Linked DNA regions of Macaca mulatta: regions 1 and 3 are each linked to region 2. The links are chromatin contacts, called in public Hi-C maps. All regions are on one chromosome and are shown on one strand. Each heading gives the region's core, a stretch centred on a gene start, on an enhancer-like site or on the middle of the called end of the contact. The rest is flanking DNA. Distances are from core to core; before and after follow the strand shown. Region 1 holds the start of MTARC1 (mitochondrial amidoxime reducing component 1). Region 2 holds the start of C1H1orf115 (chromosome 1 C1orf115 homolog). Region 3 holds the start of MTARC2 (mitochondrial amidoxime reducing component 2).

The links. Hi-C and Micro-C count contacts between places; a contact is called where the count stands out from the background.
Region 1: a contact with region 2 is called in a Hi-C map of liver, with 4 times the contacts expected there. The contact joins the promoter of MTARC1 here to the promoter of C1H1orf115 in region 2. A contact is called at or near these places in 5 of 14 Hi-C or Micro-C datasets (cortical neurons, fetal cortex germinal zone, fetal cortical plate and 2 more).
Region 3: a contact with region 2 is called in a Hi-C map of liver, with 2.9 times the contacts expected there. The contact joins the promoter of MTARC2 here to the promoter of C1H1orf115 in region 2. A contact is called at or near these places in 2 of 14 Hi-C or Micro-C datasets (cortical neurons and liver).

The regions. Positions count from the first base shown.
Region 1 is chr1:78,614,123-78,616,941 of T2T-MMU8v2.0, reverse strand. MTARC1 (mitochondrial amidoxime reducing component 1) reads right to left here and starts at 1,339. Exons shown (of 7, transcript XM_015115809.3): 1 at 1,003-1,339. The coding sequence starts at 1,277.
Region 2 is chr1:78,507,833-78,510,877 of T2T-MMU8v2.0, reverse strand. C1H1orf115 (chromosome 1 C1orf115 homolog) reads right to left here and starts at 1,251. Exons shown (of 2, transcript XM_001102476.5): 1 at 838-1,251. The coding sequence starts at 1,149.
Region 3 is chr1:78,577,596-78,580,433 of T2T-MMU8v2.0, reverse strand. It overlaps MTARC2 (mitochondrial amidoxime reducing component 2), which reads right to left and starts at 1,274. Exons shown (of 8, transcript NM_001257477.1): 1 at 919-1,274. The coding sequence starts at 1,190. LOC114680575 (a long non-coding RNA gene) reads left to right here and starts at 1,580. Exons shown (of 2, transcript XR_003732788.2): 1 at 1,580-1,916.

The DNA.
Region 1 (2,819 bases), core at 90-2,589, 110 kb before region 2:
CTTTGCTGAACCCCAGGAATCCACGCAGCTCTCAGAACCCAGACAGAACATTAACAAGATCACTCTTTACAAAGCCCCAGTGTGCTAAAGAAAATAAGAGTCCTGGTTCCGCTGCTGTGTGGCTCTGAACTCAGCTTCTTTATCCACAAGGGTGCTTGAGACAATTGGGGAAAATAGCATCTGCAATGCCACCCCCGCCTTTTTTTTTTTTTTTTTTTTTTTTTTTTAACTTAGTCTCCCTCTGTCGCCCAGGCTGGAGTGCAGTGGCATAATCTTGGCTCACTGCAACCTCCACCTCCCGGGTTCAAGCGATTCTCCTGCCTCAGCCTCCTGAGTAACTGGGATTACAGGTGCGCGCCACCATGCCCGGCTAATTTTTTTTTTTTTCCCTTAGTAGAGATGGGGTTTCACCATGTTGGTCAGGCTGGTCTCGAACTCCTGACCTCAGGTGATCCACCCGCCTCGGCCTCCCGAAGTGCTGGGATTACAAGCGTGAGCCACCGCGCCTGAAGGTATTCCTTGAACTGCAGTCATTACTATTATGAGCCCCGCCTTGGTGCGCTCTTGGAGGGCTGGACTCTACAGTTTCAGCTTTCCCCAAGATCTCAAGAAAGTCACTGAAAATAAAGCTACTGGGAACCAATCTCTTTAAGCTAGCCACCTCCACTAAATGGAGATTAAGAAGTTTGCTCTCTGGCAGACACCTGGGAGCGATACCACACCTCAGCAGGAGCACATGACGCCAAAGAGCCAGTGAGAGGTGGAAATCCGCCCAACCCGGGAAAACGGGTCCATGTGCTCAGAGTCCCAGAGCCCCGGGATCTGATGCTGGGGGCTGAGGGTTCCTTTTTCTCTTTGGCCTTTTCTCATCCAACTCCCAGTTTCTTTGTAATAGGAGGAAGGACCTGTTAGCAGACTCTGCAGACCTCCCCTGCACTCCTCCCTTCTCAGACCCTTGCCCGAGGCGGATCAGCGCTGCCCCGCGCCCGCGCTCGGCCGTACCTGTCCCGCAGGTTGCCGCTGCGCAGCCCCATGGCCGTGCACTCGGCCTCGCTCACTGGCACCCCCTTGCAGGATTTCACAGGGTAGATCCAGAGCTGCGCCACTGTGCCCACCTGCTGCAGCAGCCGCCGGCGCTGCGTGGGCCATGCGCGGCGCCAGGCGACAGCCCCCAGCGCCACCGCGGTCAGTCCCAGCACGGCGACCCCGAGCCACCCGGGCCGGGGCTGCGCGAGGAGGACAAAGCCGGCCAGCGCGGAGGAACCGGCGGCGCCCATGGCTGGCTTCTCCGCGAGGTGCCGGCGGCAAGGCCGCAGCGCGCTGGTAGCCCCGGGCAGCTGGGGGAAGGTGCGGCCTTTGGCCCTGAGCCCAAAGGGTGGGCAGTTCCCAAACCCTTCCGGGCCAATCAGAGCAGTGCGTCCTTTTGGGGGGCGGCGCGCGGAGTGGGAGGTGGCGGCTCAGCTTCCACTTGGTCTGCGCCCCATGGCTTCTGCAACCTTCCGTCGCCTGCAGCTCAGGGCGCCGTGCCCTCCCCCACGATCTCTGCAAGTGACCAGTTTATTTACTTACGTATTTATGGGGTTATTTGACCTAAAATAAACAATAGACAACATTTGCAGGACAAAGCGTGATTTTGAAATTAAAAATCAGACAGCGGGCAGCAGCTTCTCCCAGGAATAGTAGAGAGCGGGTTGGCCCTGCCTGGCCTGCGCAGTGTCCAGCTCTCTGCTGCGGCCGCCGTCCCCGCAGGCTGCCCGGGGTTTAGGGAGGTTCCAAAGAGTGGGGGTCTGGTGGAGGAGGATGCTACCAGGCCCTCTGCGCCAGCGGGACAAGGCCAGAGTTCTCCCAGCGGCAGTTCGGAGCGGCAATGGGCGTCTGAGAGCGCCTTCTACGCTCCCGGCGGGGAGCCTCAGCTGCAGCTGCATTGGCAAGGCCTTGGCTCAGAGGTTCAGCACTGCACAAGGTCCCCAGGCTGCTTCTGGCGGGAGGGAATGTCACCTGGTCCTGCAGGCACTCACCTCAGTCACTTGTCACTTCCAAATCAGGTTATATTCCAGTCAACAATATCAGCACACCCGAACAGCATGGTTTAGGAGTCAGGCTCCTGTTTGATGTACCAAGCTATCAAAGGAAAAAATTACTCAAACGCTTATTAAAAAGGTAAGGAAGACTATTCACGGCTATTGTAACAGGGGCATCACAATAGGGGAAAGAGATTAGGCTCAGCTCTGTATTACAGCGAAGACTGCTGGGGGTTTATAGCCAAAGAGCAAAGTTCCTGGGGGTCAGTGAATGAAAAATCACTAAGAGGAGACATCAAGTGTAGAGGATTCTTGATAAACCCACTTAACAGGATTCTACTGAACTAGGCAAGGACTTACACACTGAGGGTGACAGATGAGGAATCTGAGCAGATATCAAGGATGATCAGATATCAAGGATGGGAGAATACTCTGGAAACTGACTAAGCAGGATTCTTGCTAAACTGGGCTCTGCAGGGAGTAGGGTGGCAAGGTCAAGGCCTCATGAAGAAAAGGGCTCAGAGGAGACTGAAGTTTGGTCGAGAGCCTGTGTCATCCGCAGCTCAGCCATGGTCCCCTGAGCCAGGAGTGTACATTTCAAGACTCAGCCAGAATTGTCCATGCAGGGCAAGGGTGCCTTGGAAGAGAGAAGCGGGAGTTCGCCAAGAGAAAAGAACAACCCTCTCCTCCAGATGGCAACTCACTGCAGAGCAGTTCCGTGCTCAGGGAGGCTCTGTCTTTACTGGCCTGAACACTTATCTGTCCTGCTTTTCTGCTCTCGTCTCTTCTCTTCCAACC
Region 2 (3,045 bases), core at 2-2,501:
GGCACTGGGTGACACAGATAACTGGACAATAAATCAGATGAGGCCCATGGCCTTTGGCCAGGACACAGTAACTTCTGTGACTTTATTCTGGGTGGCCTTGTCCCGGCCAGGAGAGCTTCCGGCAGCAGCTTCGAGTGCTTCCAGGCAGAGACACCTAGGAACTGCATCTGGGCTTTGATTTCTGAGAAGGAAACTGTCCTTTTCTCCCACATTCACCCTTCCTAACCCCATTTCCCCGAGACAAATGGCAGAATGTTTTGAAGGCCCCAGAGTAGTACACTGATGGTTGGCTAGACGAGAAAAACAAATTCAACAAGCGCTTATTTATGTATTTGTTGCGCTCTCAGGCCCTGGAAATAACCTTGGGAATATCTGGGAGAATAACCCAAACATTTCTCGACTAATGGGATATCCTGGAGAGGATGTTACTGGAAAACACATACACTGGGTTGCAATTTCTTTCTTTCCACCTGGGCCAACCTTCTCCAAGTCACCTGCCGCGCTCACGCTTCAGTATTCCCATCTGTAATCAGGGACACTGATTCCTGATCTTACATAAGAACCACCTTGGTGGGAGCCCCTTGAGAAAGGTTCTTAAGCAGCCAGGGGCGCAATAGCAGGCACAGAGGGGACCACCCAGCCCAACCTCCGATTTAAGTTTCTATCACGACTCGCAACTCGCGGCTCGCCTCCCGCGAGGGAATGGGAGCGGGGGCGGAAGGGGTCGCAGGTGTAGCCCGGAGAAACTGGGTGAGTCGACGGTGAGGACCCGGCTCCCGCTCCCCCGCGAGGCACCACACCCGCGCCCTCCGGGCAGTGGCGGTGCAGGGCCCCTACCTTGCCGTACTTCTTCAGCTTCCGCCGGTACCGCTTCTTGGGCTGCTCGCTCGGCGCCGGCTCCTCCAGGGGCTCGTAGCGCTCGGGCAGGTGTGCGAAGTGCACCCTCCGCGCGCCCCGGGCCCCGGGGCCCCGTTCGACAGCCGCGCTCGCCCCGCTCTCGGCCGCCGCCTCCGCCTCGTCGGCGTACTCCAGGTGCTCCAGGATGGCGGCCGCCTCCTCGTCCCCCTCGGTCCTCCCTCGCCCTCGGGGCCCGCGGCGCAGGAGGCTGCTCTCCGCCTTGCTTCGGAGCCTAGCTCCCACCGTCATCATGCCGCGGCCCCTCTGGCGAAGGTCCGAGCGCTGAGACACCAACCTTTGCTCCCCGCCCGCTCCTCCGCCCCAGCCCGGACGGGGCGGGGGATTGGGGGCCGCAGCGCCCCCTGGCCGTGGGGCCCGGGATGGCGGCGACTCCGCTCCGAACTGGCCTGCCAGGCGGCGGGTGCGCTCCGCCAGCCCCGCCCTGCATCCCACCTGCCGGCCAAAGGGTGCAGACTACAGCGTGCACTGCACAATGAACATGCAAAACACCTTCAACTGCACTTGCTGCGAAATTAATGACCGCAAATAATAGGACTCCATCTGCTCATGTTCAAATTAGCAACGATGGTAAATGATACTAGAGATCACGTTAAGTGCTAGGGAGGGTATGGCGAGATAGTCACGGTAACGGGATTCGTGGGAGTGCAAACTGGTGGCAAGGTTTTGGAAAGACGATCAGAAAATGTTTATCGTGAGTCAGGAAACGTCCGTATCCTTCTAGGAAATATTCGGAAACGCAAGACAGTATGTCCACGGTGTTCAACGGTCTGACTCAGTGAAAAAGTGGAGCAAACCAACAGGGAGAGGCAAAGGAAATTCTGGTGCAGACATGCCAGCATATGGCGCAGTCATTAAAATCGTGATTTTTCAGGAATATCTCTCTGTGAGATAAGCATTCTCAGTGTACTGTGAATCTCAACAAGCTGAGAGTGCCCTATTTTCTTAAGTGGGTAAATGCCTTTGAATTCTGGCTAATGTAGAATTAAGGGCCGGAAGCAGGGGCTTACGCCTGTAATCCCTGCACTTTGAGAGGCCAGGGGGATAGCTTCAGCCCAGGAGTTCGGGAACAGCCTGGGCAACATAGTGAGACCTCCGTCTCCACAAAAAAACAAAAAGAAACAAACAAACAAAAGACATACAAAAAATTAGCCAGGAGTGGTGGCGCGCACCTGTGATCCCAGCTATTCAGGAGGATCACTTGAGCTTGGGAGTTTGAGACTAGCCTGGGCAACACAGGGAGACCTCGTCTCTATAAATAGAAAAACAAATACAAAAATTTACCTGTAGTCCCAGTGAGGTAGGAGGATCACTTGATCCTGGAAAGTGGAGGTTGCAGTGAACTATGATTGTGCCACTGCGCTCCAAAGGGGGTTGACAGAGTGAGATCCCATCTCAAAAAAATATTTAAGTATAAAATAACAGATTGTTAGTTATGCTAATGTTGTAACATTCAAGTTTGTGATTAAATTTAAGAATAATGTGGATATGTTGGTATAAGCACATACAATGTTTATGACAATTTAGTTCACTAGGATGCAAAAGAAATTAGTTTTGTGATTCCAACTTACAATGTGAGCCAGCATGGTGACTTTCACCTGTAATCCCAGCAACTCCAGAGGCTGTGGTGGGAGGATCCCTTGAGGCTAGGAGTTCTGAGCATTACCATATTTCTAAAAAAGTAAAAATGTGTGGCTGGGTGTGGTGGCTCACACTTGTAATCCCAGCACTTTGGGAGACCAAGGCGGGTGGATCACCCGAGGTCAGGAGTTCGAGACCAGCCTGGCTAACATAGTGAAACCCTGTCTCTACTAAAAATACAAAAATTAGCCAGGCATGGTGGCATGTGCCTGTAGTCTCAACTACTCAGAAGGCTGAGGAGGAGAATCGCTTAAACCCAGGAGGCAAGAGGTTGCAGTGAGCTGAGATCGTGCCACGGCACTTCAGCCTGGGCAACAGAGTGAGACTCTGTCTCAGAAAAAAAAAAAAAAAAAAAATGTAATCAAGTAATTGATTTACACTTTAACTGTTACGTAATAAATAATGACATATTTAATCTTATAAACATATAGTCTTTATATGTAAAATAGTATATACAATTTATATCCAATTCAATTTCAGGTGAAATGC
Region 3 (2,838 bases), core at 25-2,524, 70 kb before region 2:
CACACCTGTAATCCCAGCATTTTAGGAGGCCAAGGCAGGTGGATCACCTGAGGTCAGGAGTTTGAGACCAGCCTGGTCAACATGGTGAAACCCCGTTTCTACTAAAAATACAAAAATTAGCCAGGTGTGGTGGTGTACACCTGTAATCCCAGCTACTTGGGAGGCAGAGGCAGGAGAATTGCCTGAACCTGGGAGGTGGAGGTTGCAGTGAGCTGAGATAGCGCGACTGAACTCCAGCCTGAGCCACAAAGTGAGATTCTGTCTAAAAAAAAAAAAAAAAAAAAGAAGAAGAAGAAGAAGGCATCTTAATCCTAAGTATGAAATGTCTATGTGTCAGACCCAAAAGTCTCAAAGTTCCAGGCTGTGAACAATTCTGCCTATGGGAGAAGGGGGGACACTATTCCCTTAATGGCAAGTAAGGGACCCCTGCCCCAGAGTCCCCATGCCACTTGCTCATCCTTAGTCAAAGTGTATCAGGCCCCCCTGGCACCCCCAGGATTGGAGAAATGTGAGGAACAAGGCCCAGCGACGCCTAAGCCAATGCCCTTGAACAACATTTGGTTTCCTTCTTGCTGCTTTCTAGTGCCAATAGCTTTATTTTTCTACTTTGGTATAATAAGATAGAATCACAAACTTTAGAGCTAAGGAGGCTTGGAGATACAGGTCAGACTCCCTCCTGTTACAGAGGAGGACTCTCTCGTCTAGGGAAGGGCAAGGGATTGCCCCTACATACTTCACCAAAAATAAATCTGACATGAACTTGGCTTTCCCAGCTAAACGACCAACGACTCAACAGTCAGCCCAGAAACTCAGGCGGCAAACCTCTATAGTCCTTCCCAGATAGGCCGGGCCCCACCTGCCTCCCCCTCCTCATCCCAGGCAGGCTCCGCGCTGCCCCGCGCCCGCGCTGGGCCGTACCTGTCCCGCAGGTTGCCACTGCGCAGCCCCATGGCCGTGCACTCCGCCTCGCTCACCGGCACCCCCTTGCAGGATTTCACCGGATAGATCCAGAGCTTCGCCACGGTGCCCACCTGCTGCAGCCGCCGGCGCCGCCTGGGCCATGCTCGGCGCCAGGCGACAGCCCCCAGCGCCACCGCGGCCAGTCCCAGCACCGCGACCCCGAGCCACCTGGGCCGGGCCTGGGCTGGGAGGCCGAGGCGGGCCAGCGCGGAGGAACTGGAGGCGCCCATGGCAGAAACAGGGCGGTCGCGGACCTGCGCACAGACCCCGCAGCGACCGGAGCCCTGGAGGACGAGGAGGCCCTTAACGATCCGGGGGAACGAGGAGGCCCTTAAGGATCCGGGCGGGTGGGAGGAGTCAAAGTTGACCCAAACACTGGCCCTCTCACCCTTTCACCGCCGAGATGGCAGAGCGGTTCCGCGGAGAGCGGGAATGCCTTAATGCGGTGACAAAGCCTGCGTGGTAATGGGGGAAGACAGGAAGAGAGCCACTGGGGTACCCTGGGCGCTGTGGGAACGACGACGTCCAAAGCCAGCGAGCTCCGGGGTGGTCAGTGTCTCCTCCCTCTTCCCCGCCCCTACACCGCGACAGTTACCCGTGCAGCGTGACCTTTAGCGCCAGCACTCTGCCACCCCCTTCTCTGCTAATATGGCGCGTTTTCTCGCACGACAAGATCACCGCAGAACGTGAAGGCGGGTTGCAGAACGGAGGATTTACAAACATTTGGGAACGACTTTTTCTGGCAGGTCTCTGTGAGAACTGCAGGACTTTCTGCACACAAAGACAGTCTAAACCTCTGCACTCAAAGACGAGGAACTCTAGCGTGGCTTATAGGAGTATGACTCAAAGTCCTCCACTCTCCACTGCCCTCTAACCTCGACCCCAGGAAAATGTCTTCCCGAGAAAGCTCAAGGCAGCCAGGAGAATTTTCCGTTTATTCTAGCCAACACCCGATGGTAAGGCCTCTGACCTCCCTTTTTTAGGGTATTCCTTTCTCTGTTGTTTTGAGATGTGTATGTATCGCCTACACCTCAGAAGTGTCTTTCTCAAGGAGCTGAAAGCCATTGCTTTGAAATGCAATCGTGGGGAGGATAGGCCTCTGTCCCCCAGTCTCTGTGGGATGGTACAATCCCAGCTTCATAACTGCCAGCTCCAGGCACAGCTGCCCGGTCATTGATACTGACCACCCCTTCGTGATTTTTCACTTGAGCCCCTGCTAGTTTCCCCCTCCCTACTCTCTCCTTCACCCTTTAAAACGCCCAGTCTCCTCTGCCAAATGAGAATGAGCAGCTTTTTCTCCTACTGTAAGTAGTTACTGAGTCAAATCTGTTTTCATGCTTTCACTAATGTCCAGCTTTTGTTGATCTTTAACAACTCCATTCAAGCAAGCTGTTGGGTTAACAGTGGATTTTCTTAGACAAATAAAGGTTTGAAGTCTTTCAAGTTTTTTGTGGTTGTTTTTGTTTTTCAAAAGTTTGTCCCTTAAACTGTGGCACAGTTCTAGGAAAGTTTAAGGAGGCCAACCAGTGGGCCACCTACCAAATCTGGGCTGGCCACCCCCTGGGAAAGGGGTGCCCTCTGGAGCGTGGGAAGAGACTCTGGGAGGGATGGAGAACCAGAGGAGCCAGGCTCCCTTTGGCTGTTCCTTGTGAAAAATGAAAGACAAAAAGGGCCTGAATCTCTCCCCACCCAGGGAAAAGCCTCAGGCCAACAGAATTAGTCCCTCAATCCCCATATATTTACATCACGCTTGGCAGCTGAGACTTACAGATTTGTTTTTTAAGCAAGGTGTGGTGAATGTGATGTGTGTACACTTGGAGCTGACCCTCTTTGCCTCTCCCAACTCCTGAGGAGGGTCAGAGCCCTCGCTGCCCACAA